Linked DNA regions of Hordeum vulgare: region 2 is linked to region 1. The links are chromatin contacts, called in public Hi-C maps. All regions are on one chromosome and are shown on one strand. The core of a region is the stretch at or near the end of the contact, and the rest is flanking DNA. Distances in the headings are between cores, read along the strand shown. Region 1 holds the start of LOC123426489 (60S ribosomal protein L35-4). Region 2 holds the start of LOC123426490 (protein LURP-one-related 7).

Region 1 (2,700 bases), core at 109-2,608:
CACAGTATATTGTATAAAATAACAATCAGTAAACCAAAATGACCACAAACAGTTGAATTGGCTGATAGAAAACAGCAAAGCACAATGTAGCGAGAACCAGTCCCCTCAGATTGAAAACACAGAACATTCAGCAATGGTTTAAAGTGGGACAAATGATTAACAGTTCTTAGTGAGCATAGATTGCTACACAGACTCCAAAGAAACTATTCAGGCAGTTAAACATAACATGCCATTAACAAACTCAAGGAGAAAAAACAACTCTGAATCAAACAGACTCAGGTGCTATGGAAAACATATAATAAACCAGCATCCTAATTTCCAAAACCAATCACTCACAAATTCATACTGTATTTCATCATAACAACACAAGAACATTGTCCAACCTAAAGAAACACGGCAATCCTTAAGAAGCTAATCCAACCAGCCAGGTTACAATGACTTCATAACAAAAAGGCCCAGCAAACGACTGGACAAGCCATACCAAATGCAGTGCCGTGATACTAATCTATAGCACAGTTGAACTACGAAATCATTATATAGATATAAAAGAGGGCCCTTCCAAAAATTGTAGTAACATTGAACAACAGAATTAGTAACATTACGATACCAATTTTACTGATCTCGCCATCTAACGAAAACAATTTGAAAACTAGCATAACATACAAACTAGAGCACTTCCAGGTAAAGAAACAATTTCACTAGTATGTTTAATATAAACTAGAGCGCAAGTAGATGGACAGGGAGGAATAAAGTATCACCTGATGCTTGGTGAGACGCCTGCGGATGGCGCGGGTCTTCTTGGGGCGGAGGTCGAGCGGTAGAAGCTTCTTGTTCTTGTACGCCTCCCTCAGCGCCGCCTTCTGCTTCTGTGAGATCACCGTGAGCACCCTCGCAATCGAAGTGCGCACCACCTTGCTGCGGGTCAAACCAAGAACCACCCGTTAGCACGACGGAAACCTAAGCACGGGCTACTCTATGGGGGTGGATGAGCGGGGTGGGGGCGGGAGGAGGTCAGGGAGACAAGTACATCTTGGAGAGCTTGTTGGGGGCTCCGCCGGTGACCTTGGCGACGCGGAGGAGGGAAAGCTCCGCCTTGAGGTCCTTGAGCTGGCCCTGCAGCTCCGTCTTGTTCTTCCCCCTCAGCTCGTGCACCTTGATCCGGGCTGCCACCGTTGGCCACGATAATGTCAGATCCGGAAAGTACAATAGAACCAAATCAATAAGAGACGCCGGAGAGTTAGCCCCTTACCCATTGCTGTTGGCGGGCTGATCTGCTGCGGCGGCGGCGGCGGGCGGAGATGAAAATGAGGCGCTGAGGAGAGACGGGGCCGGCTGCGTGAGGGTTATATATACGGGGGATGCGCAAGATGAAACCCCTGAGACAGGGGAAACCCTAGGATATTATGGACTTTGGGGCCTCTGGGCCTAGGCCAGCACTCGGTATGTGAACTATAGGCCCACGCACGTCTCCAGCTCAAAAGAAATTAGAACACGTTTTCTAGGAGGCCCAGAAGCGCTTTTAGCCCGATTTCTATTCACGTTTTTACTCGGTTTGATGCTTTGTCTCAAAAAAAAAAAAAAAAAAAACTCCGTTGGATGCTGCAATAGGAGTACCATTTAACTTTCTCCCTCTAGCTAGGGTCTCCTTCCTCTCGGCGACGACTTCCGGCGTCGTAGAGATTGATCTTCCCTGCTACAATTTCGTGGCGATCATCTAACTCGGATTGAACAAGGGGTGATCTCTAGGTAGCTACCCGATATTGGCCACGGCTCGCTTGCACATTGACGGCCTAGGGTTCGAACAATAGGCCCGGGAGAGAGTTTCGTCGGGCTAGGGAAAAACATGGCGACTGACGTTTCCGGATCGGGCGACAAGGGCTATCTTGAGGCAATGATGAAGGAATTGGGACTCACGGAAGAGGACCTTGATGACGTGGTGGTGCAGCACGACGTAGTGCCGCCCGAGGCGACGCGATGGATGGCTATTGCTAGGGTTCATAACGAAAGGTCCTATAGCCAGTTTTGGTTCAACAAGAACATGAGGGTGGCGTGGGATCTCGCGCATAAGGTTAACATACGACCATTAGAGGATAATATCTACACTTTGCAATTCTTGTGCTTTGGAGACTCGGAACGCATGATGGAAGAAGGGTCGTGGGCTTTGCGAGGAGATGTGATGGTGATAGTGCGGTATGACGGGTTCATGAAGCCCTCGTCAATCAAGCTAGATATGCTAGAGATCTCGACGCAAATACACGATTTTCATGATGGTTATGTATCACAGATACCATCTTTGGTCGTCAAGATAGGAGAGCTAGTGTATGCGGAGCGAGCTTCACGTGAGTTTGAAGGGAATTTCTTCAGAGTGAGGGTAAAGATCAATGTTAACAAAATACTGAAGAACGTTGTATCATAGAATCTACGCATAGAACCTGGCTCAGATGCCACTATTGGGAAAGCGTAGTAATTTCAAATTTTTCCTACGTCACACTAGGATCTATCTAGGACAAACCAGCAACGAGCAAAGGGGTAGAGCATCTTCATACCTTTGAAGATCGCTAAGTGAAAGCGTTACTATGGACACGGTTAATGGAGTCGTACTCGCAGCGATTCAGATCGCGATGGATTTCGGTCTATGTGTCGAACAACGACACATCCGCGTTTAACACACGTGTAGCCCGGTGACGTCTCCAACGCCTT
Region 2 (2,700 bases), core at 36-2,535, 270 kb after region 1:
TTTTGTAGCATTTTTTTTATGAAAGTAAAAAATGACACGTAAAACATGAATAAACGAAGAAGAAATCGGAAGATGGCTTTGGGCAAAATTTAAGTTTTGCAAGATCTTGATGGTAGTTGGAATAAGAGTTTTGCAGGATCAAAAGGAGAAGTAGATGGAGTTGCAAACACATGATCAAATAAAAAAACAACCATCACAAGATATGAAGATGATGACATGATGCAGAAATAAATTAAAGACAAGCATCACACACAACATGCAAGATAAATAATAGTATAACAAAATAATGGGGGTCTTAGTTTTGTGTCATTATAGTTCTACCTTGCCTTCCCTGACAAGGTGGGCGACGTGGGCCGGAGTGTGCGTCTAACCGTCATCAAAAGCCAGACATGCCAATCGTGTGCGCGAGGAGGAGCGGCTTCACCGTGTACGCACGGTGACGAACGCTGAGGGCTACCACGATCCCTGGGTAGTCGTGAGCTCGAAGAACAACGACCGCGGCATCGGGGATGACGCCGGAGGTGTTGGTGGCCTCAAAGGCCGTGCCTATGAGGTCACCGTCCGGTACCTCGTGTAATTTAATTTAACTTCTAAAAAAAGTTAGGCCATGTTTGAAACCACAATAGATTATGATAATCTGGATTATGAAGGTAGATTATATAATCTGGTTTATAAAAATAATCCAGGTGGACATGTTTGGAGGCCAGATTATATAAAATGTAATCCGGGTTTTACATTGCATAATGACCTGTCTGCCCCCTGTTTTTTTTTTAAAAGAGGAGGGTGGCGGTGGTAGGATTGTAATTATCTTCAACTTTACAAGGGTAATAGGTCATTAGCAATCCATAATCTGATTTTAGCTGGTGTAGAGTAGATTATGAGTTTTTAATAATCTGTCTATTTAGTTTTTATAATCTACACCATAATCTGTCATGTGTGGAGACATAATAGATTATAAAAACTGTATTATATAATCTGGGTGGTTCCAAACAGGGCCTTAGTTGACTCTGTTAAATAGCGGCTGTTTTGCAGGTAATATATGAAACTTGCTTAAATTTCATCCGTTTTTATGATTTCGTCTAGTTGTTTAAATATTCGCTTGAAATGTGGACAAATATTTGGTGCATAGGGTCCACTGTCCCCGGAATCCGACGGACGTTTTGCGTACCCGATTTGACGGACGGCGTCCAAGATGCCCTAATCACGCACATCTGATTCCGCTCAAGGAAGAATAATCAGATGCCAATGACCACGTCAGCTGGTTCTGGTCGGCCTCGCCAAATGACAAGGGAGAAGCCAAACGCTAACTTGCAAGCACTCTCCAGCCAAAAACATTTCGCCTCCTCTTCGCTTCTTCCACCCACTCTTGAATCATCCGCCTTTCCTTCCTGCCCCCACCGACCACCTTTTCCTAAACCAACGCCTTGCGATGGACAGGTCAAACGCCGCGGCCGCTGCCCCACCGCCGGTACCCATGGCGGCGCCCGTCGTCCCGGTCGATCTGACGGTCGTCAAGAAGCGCCTCGGGGGCGGTGGCGACATGGCGGTGCACGACCCGTCCGGGGGCCTCGCCTTTCGCGTCACAGCGGCGGACGGCTGCGGCCGAAGGTGCGGAGGGAGGGCGCTCCTCGACGCCTCCGGGAGCACTCTGGTCACTGCCAGGTGTAGCGAGGTGATGATTCCAGCTTGGCTATCTGCTCTGGTTTAATTCTGAGTGAGAGATTGCATCATCATCAAGTCAACTTGGCCTCTTAATTCGGGTCTACTCCGGTGTTGCTTAGGAAAGTTTCAGCTTCAAGTATGCGATACGCAATACTGTACTGCTTCTGCTAATGAAATAGTAGTAGATTGCTCCAATTTGTTTATCCTCACTTCATTCGTATTAATTGGGTTACTGCAAAAATGCTACACTTCAGAAGAGTTCAGGACAGAAGAGCATCTCTAGCAGACCACGTCAACCCGCAAAACTTGTTTACAGTTTGCGGAAAAACGGTTTTAAGCGGGCTGCGGCCGTGCGGACCCTGTGTAGCTGACCCGTAAAACAGCATATTCACAATGTTTTACGAGTCGGCTACGCGGGGTCTGCTCGGCCGCAGCCCGCTTTGCCCGGCAAACGGAAAACCCCAAATTAGCCAATTTAGCAGCGATTCCGATGATTGAGTTCAGATTCAAAGAATAAAACATAGTTCGCGCGCAAACAAAAGCATAGTTTTCTACGACAAACGCAAAAGGACTTCATGCAAAAGCAACGGCCACATCCATCATCATCTTGGTCGCTTTTCACCCTCGTCATGATCTTCACTCCGCACCACCGCCATTGATGCCATCGCCGCCTCCGTGTTTATCACCGGCACTTGTTCCAACTCCTGATGGGAAAACATAGCCGGACGCACTGAAAGCATCAGCGGCACTGGTTCCAACTTGTCCCGCAAGCTCGATGCCTCGTGTTCCCTCTTGATCTTCTCCATTGACTTCTTGTCTCCATTGGGCTTGTTCAAGTTTCGTGGGCCATCATCATCTTCATCATCGTCCATGGTCGTAAGTGAAGCTCTCTTCGGTGGGGATTCTTTTCAATCAACTCCCACTTCTCACACTTTTTTAGCAATTCCCAACAATGCTCTAGTTTAAAAAATTGGCCTTCGAAAGCTTCCATGTCTGTGTATCTTTGTTGGGCAATTTTGTCCTACACAATGAAAACAA

What was found. Hi-C and Micro-C count contacts between places; a contact is called where the count stands out from the background.
Region 2: a Hi-C map of seedling shows a contact between it and region 1, with 6 times the contacts expected there. The contact joins the promoter of LOC123426490 here to the promoter of LOC123426489 in region 1. A contact is called at or near these places in 2 of 6 Hi-C or Micro-C datasets (leaf and seedling) and 1 of 1 datasets of contacts at active chromatin or transcription factors (embryo).

The regions. Positions count from the first base shown.
Region 1 is chr2H:421,579,064-421,581,763 of MorexV3_pseudomolecules_assembly, forward strand. It overlaps LOC123426489 (60S ribosomal protein L35-4), which reads right to left and starts at 1,359. Exons shown (of 4, transcript XM_045110329.1): 1 at 1,250-1,359; 2 at 1,028-1,163; 3 at 759-915. The coding sequence starts at 1,253.
Region 2 is chr2H:421,852,711-421,855,410 of MorexV3_pseudomolecules_assembly, forward strand. It overlaps LOC123426490 (protein LURP-one-related 7), which reads left to right and starts at 1,286. Exons shown (of 3, transcript XM_045110330.1): 1 at 1,286-1,672. The coding sequence starts at 1,430.